Linked DNA regions of Gadus morhua: region 2 is linked to region 1. A link is a contact called in public Hi-C data. All regions are on one chromosome and are shown on one strand. Each heading gives the region's core, a stretch centred on a gene start, on an enhancer-like site or on the middle of the called end of the contact. The rest is flanking DNA. Distances are from core to core; before and after follow the strand shown. Region 1 holds the start of eif5a (eukaryotic translation initiation factor 5A). Region 2 holds the start of ube2wb (ubiquitin conjugating enzyme E2 Wb).

Region 1 (2,916 bases), core at 238-2,737:
TCCCGACCATGGGCATAGACTGTAAAAAGATATAGACGTATCGCAGGTGATATCACACATCGGTTAACACACAACCGCTATGAAGCAGTAGATTTAGTGTTAAGGGCACCGCGGACATTGCTTACGACTTTTGCAACCAGCAGCGGAAATGATCACAAACAATCAAGTTTAGATCATGAGTCTACCCACCACTGCGTATGCCCACAGACTAGAGGACTGAGGCGCAGATAAGAGATCTGGCAGAAGTTACTGGCAGGTAACGGGCAGTTTAACAATACTGAATGCGTAGCAACATTTCAATAAATCGCTGGGGGTAAGAGAAGGGTGTGTTTTACTGAGGCCAGCAGGATCTTCACTGGCACTATTCCCTAAACATCGATCCCTGAGATCAGCTCTTCGACGTGACCCTTAAGGGATCTGCTTACTTTTAACACACATAACGGGGGACTGGGAATGTGCAGAATGTCAACAGTTCGCATACGAAGAACAGTAGGGTCCACCGTAAAAGATCTTAGTGCACAGGTCACTTCCAGGGATCTGTTCTACAGTGGACACACGACAAGTGCATCTGATGATTGGTTTGGGCTATACGGCGCGGCTCAGTCCGTAGCGAACACGTCATAAGAGCCAATGATGCATAAACGACCCCGACTCTCGGCCACGAAACAACTCATGTAGTCGTTTGTGACCTTATGCGTTATTTGACCCGTCACCTCGCTACACCGTTAGTAAACGTGGACCGGCCACTGGGCTGGAAATAGCCCTGATCAGGAGAGGGGCCAGCAACCCACAGGGGCCTCACCAATACCTCTCCCCAGGTCCCCGCCCTGGGACCTCCAGGGGCCCATGTGGCTGTCACACAATACACGCTGAATAATTCACAAGCCTGACAAACACGGCTTTACATTGGGCCGGGCGGAAAGCCCGATGTTACGCCCGGTGACTCGGGAACGGCTTTACAAATTCGGGCAACGTAAAGGCGAAAAGTGACCTAATCACGGCGCTTGATATCGTGACGCCGCACGCCTCCATGTAGCCACCGGCTACATAGCATTGTGATGCGTTTACGTACGGGACGATCTACCACCAGTGGGTAAACCCGGGTCTGTGCCCGGGGCTCGGCGCGGGTTTACCGACCCGAGTCCCGGGGAGCATGACGAGCAACTTCGTCCGCGAGCGCGGAAGGCCTCACGCCGCCTCGATTAAAACAAGGAACGGGCGAAAACGGAGCGAAAACACGGGATCCACACCCCGACCAACGCTTCAAATCTACGGGGATATAGCAGCACACGAATAAACTCTTTCCGGACGCGTTATCCCGAATGAGAGCGGTTTGGTTAGCGACGCGTTTTCGTTGAAATGTGTCGTGTGTTTCTCTTTTAAAAGTGCGTTAACTTCTCGATCTATGCCCATAGACGGAAACACGCGCCATGCCACACTTACCTTCCAGAAAAGAGGACAGAGCGCAGGCGCGACCAACTTTACTGCAGCATCCGCGGGGCGGAAAGGGGCGTTTTGAGCTTCCGGTCAGACATCAACAGAAAGGGTTGCCAGGTTTGAACAACATGCAACCGATTTGGTTTTAAATATACTAGCGTAGAAAAGAAAGAGAGATTATTGATGAAATTTAAGATCAAAATGTGCTTTTTACACAGATATTCAGTTAAACTATTATAGTTAAAATCTTTACCAAAACGACATGGTATGTTTTCCATGGCAGACAGGCTGGATTGGTAATTAAAAGGTTAAGATGAACTTTTAAAAAACCCAACCCTGCCTGTTGACAGTTGAAAAATAAGGTAGAGTCACACCTTTGATAACTTGCCAATATTGGGCAGGACGGTCCAAGGTACATAAGAAATCATTATGGAATTGTTAGTGACAATCTGGCCACATAAGAAAATGTGCTCCAATTAAGCAGACAATTTACAATAAATGCAAATACACATAAAACAGTTATATGTTGGCATTTTTTGGTCAGGCAAAGTATGGCCAGCAACCTACTTACAGATCCTACTTAGTAACAGTAAAACTGTGGCCTGCTCTCCTTATTTGGTTATTGATTATATCGATTCTGTTTATTCTTTCTCTGGCAATAACCTTTTCCCCTAAGAAACACATGGCCATGGGGAATTCAGCACCACCGCGATAAGTGACAGTGTTTAACATTTCAGCACCTAGGTTAGCTCCCCGTACCTGAGGGGAGCTATAGTATAGCTCCCTGGAGACTCCCCCCTCTCCTCCATAGCCCGGGGCAGTTGAACCTGACTGGACCTGATTATAATGCAAGGCCAAGGCGCTGTTGAAGGAAGCTTAGGTTCAGCAGCAGCAGCAGCATGTTGTGTAGACACACTTCAATTCCTGCATTCTGGTACAATTTTATGTGCAGATTTCTGCTTTATTTATGTTAAGGATAACACAAAATTCAGGCACTATATGGCAATTCAAAATATGTTGGATAAAATGCAGTTAGGCTCTCAGGAATGATTAATTGATTTCAATATTTAAGATTCGGTCGATCAATTAAAACGTGCATATGGCATATACTCACGTCAAAAATAAATATTAGATAGTCTATGTTTGTGTGAGAGAGGGTGAGTGAGTCTATTTTTCAAAATAAAAGTCCCCTGCTCTTATGTTTTTATTAGGGGGGGGGGGGGGGACACATGCATGTTTTCTAAATATTTATGGGGACGTACCCCTGCATAATCACGTTAACACACACACACGCGCACACGCACATCGGTCTTGTACATAAAAAAAACTGAATACCAATAGTACCACAATAAAAACATTGTATTTATTTCATCATTATCATCATCATTACATTTGTTTTTAGAAATTATTATAGATTTTTTTCTTTATGCTGTAGAAAGACAACTAAGATTTCTCATGAATTATTTTTTTGTCTTTCTG
Region 2 (2,772 bases), core at 171-2,670, 770 kb after region 1:
ATATTTGGGTATCCAGGGTCCAAAATTATCCCCAGCCTCAGATAATGAGGGATAGACTTGATTATTTGGCACAGGTTCAAAAGTCAGGGTTACATATTAAAACAATTGCTTAGTCAGTAAGTTAATTTTGGACCTTGTGTGCAGGTAACCATTGCTTGCTTTGTCCACATGCAGAGGATTACTTACTGTGTGATGGTATTCTGTACGCTTTTTTCGTTGAGCGTCATCCCAGGAGGTGGATCATTTTGCAGAGCTAATAGTTCCTTTTGTAGCCTTTTCTGTTGAAAACAAACATAGATGGGAGATGAAGTCACGCTCCAATGCTTAACCATACAATAATAATGAAGAAAATTCAGTTTCAGAAATTATTATTTACATACAAGCCTAAGGCAAGTGCTAGCTGGCTTCCACTGAACTCGGGATCACCCCGTTCACCACACCACCACTTTGTAAACAAACCTACTCCAACGTCCATTAGCGCGGAACGACTACCGAGACATCGACCCATCGTCGCGTGTACATGTATGTCATGTTATTTCGGTGTAATGTTATTTTAAACGCATTAAAAGGGCACCCCTACAGAGATCCAGGCAGCAGACTATGTTGGTCGGGAGGCTTAAGCTTCCCTACAGAACAGGATCATTCAGATCATCGGTTTGAATTCGATGAACCTTAAAACAGCATGTTCTGTTTGGGTGACAGTCTAAGAGACATTTCCCTGACACAGGTCATCTCTGATTTCGAGTAAAGCCATCGATGCTCCTTTTCACCTAGAAGCTGGAGTTGTCCAATCTGCGCACTGTGTTGTCAGAGGCTAACCTCTAGTGCTACCAGCTAACATCAATATTCACCACTGGTCGAATAACACGTTACGAGACACACACCACGACACGAACCATGATGAATAACACTTGTAATCCCGACCCTGTGCGTATTATTGTACAACTTTATGATGAAATGTCCTTGTAAAAGACACCGTAGGGCTTTCCTCAGGTTGGGAGTAGCATTAGCTCGCCGTGGTTCTGTGGTCATGCTAGGCTTTTAGCCCATAGCCATCGGGTAAACTCACTGGTTTACATCCCAGACAACCTTCTTATTTCGTCGGGATCGCTTCTAAGCGTGGACGTTAGAACGCAGGTTAAGAAGGTCCGTTTGGCGTTCGCGATGGGAATCGAATCGGCTGGGTGATTTAAAATAAATAGGATCGCTGTCAGCTGTGGACTTACCTGCATCGACGCCATGATGGAAACCCCCCTGCATCAGGGCACAGCGACGCCAGCTGCACGTCACTGCGTCACGTCACCGCGTCACTTCACTCCATTACGTCACACTGTTGTCAAGTGGGGGCCGGGTTGTTTATTCTGACAGAACAAAACAAACCAGCCAACTGGATCATTTGTGTTTAATTTAAAGATTCTCTGTCGTCTCGCATGCGATTTTGGATATGTTTTGAATATATCTATATATATATACGCGTGTATTCCTAAACCCAAATGTGGAATATAAGCTTATTACGATATTATAATTATCTACGGCACCACCAACAAAGTCCTCAAAAAACTTCAATATGTCCAGAACTCAGCTGCACGCCTCCTCACTGGTACCCGCTCCAGATAACACATCACACCTGTCCTCCGTGAACTCCATTGGCTTCCTATTAAACACAGAATCAACTACAAAATCTTACTCATCACCTACAAGGCCCTAAACAGCCTAGCCCCAGCACCAATTCTGCCAACCTGCTACAAGTTCCACGGACTGAGCGACGGACTTGGGGTGATCGGGCCTTCTCAGTTGCTGCCCCCACCCTTTGGAATTCACTCCCCTCCCACATCAAAGTCTCTCCAACCCTCTCTTCTTTCAAATCTGCCCTCAAAACATACCTTTTCACACTAGCCTTCCCCACCTAACTCCCACCTTATTCTTCATGTTTAACCTCTGTTTTTCTTTTATTCCTAGTCTGTCTTACATAGTTTTGATAGGGCAATATGTAAAGCGTCTTAGAGTACCATATTAAGCGCTATATAAGTTTCATTTATTATTATAATTTAAATATGTATTGACCAATTTCTATTTTGTGCTTTTTACAAGATTCATTTTTGGCATGCAAATATGCAATGCAATGGTGTGACTTTCATGTGGACAAACAATTTCCATTGTGCAATTAGTAAAAAAGAAAGTGTTTTGCCAAATAAAACAAAACAAAAAATATCAATAAACAAAGTAGTACAAGTTTTTCATTTTATTCAACACAATTGCATGTGTTTATATCAATACAATTGCATGTGGAGTTGATGCCCTTGATTTGTATGGTCAGAGTACGTCAGCGCATGTGTTACCGAGTCTTGAACGGAAGTCAATCAAGCATTATCACCCGTCGTGAGAAAAAATAACCGATTGATCTTATGTTATGTCTGAAAAGGTGAATGCTGGTAGGCCTAGTTACAAGCACATTCAGATGAATAACTTCCGACAAAGTATTAAAGAAGAGACCTGACCCCAACAGGCCACCAATAAAGAGCAACGTCTGAGTGGAGTTAAAATTTATATGAGCATCTTTTCATTACGCTTCTAGGATTTGAAGAACCAGATGAAGAAAAAAGCCTCTTTATTTTGGGATAGATATTCCATTCACTGGGACAACCAGATCAGTTTAATGTGCCAAAAATGTGATTTTCCAACAGGCTCTAAACAAACTAAATCTTCCAGATTAATATTTATGGCAGTCCCTTACATTTAGCCAACCCATATACATGCACCTATAGAGCATGA

The links. Hi-C and Micro-C count contacts between places; a contact is called where the count stands out from the background.
Region 2: a contact with region 1 is called in a Hi-C map of blood, with 10 times the contacts expected there. The contact joins the promoter of ube2wb here to the promoter of eif5a in region 1. A contact is called at or near these places in 5 of 6 Hi-C or Micro-C datasets (blood, gill, heart and 1 more).

What each region holds. Positions count from the first base shown.
Region 1 is chr23:23,682,827-23,685,742 of gadMor3.0, forward strand. eif5a (eukaryotic translation initiation factor 5A) reads right to left here and starts at 1,488. Exons shown (of 5, transcript XM_030349222.1): 1 at 1,444-1,488. It overlaps tnikb (TRAF2 and NCK interacting kinase b), which reads right to left. Exons shown (of 14, transcript XM_030349236.1): 14 at 2,779-2,916.
Region 2 is chr23:24,450,334-24,453,105 of gadMor3.0, forward strand. ube2wb (ubiquitin conjugating enzyme E2 Wb) reads right to left here and starts at 1,421. Exons shown (of 6, transcript XM_030348374.1): 1 at 1,227-1,421; 2 at 187-278. The coding sequence starts at 1,241. It overlaps LOC115536905 (elongin-C), which reads right to left. Exons shown (of 4, transcript XM_030348376.1): 4 at 2,228-2,772.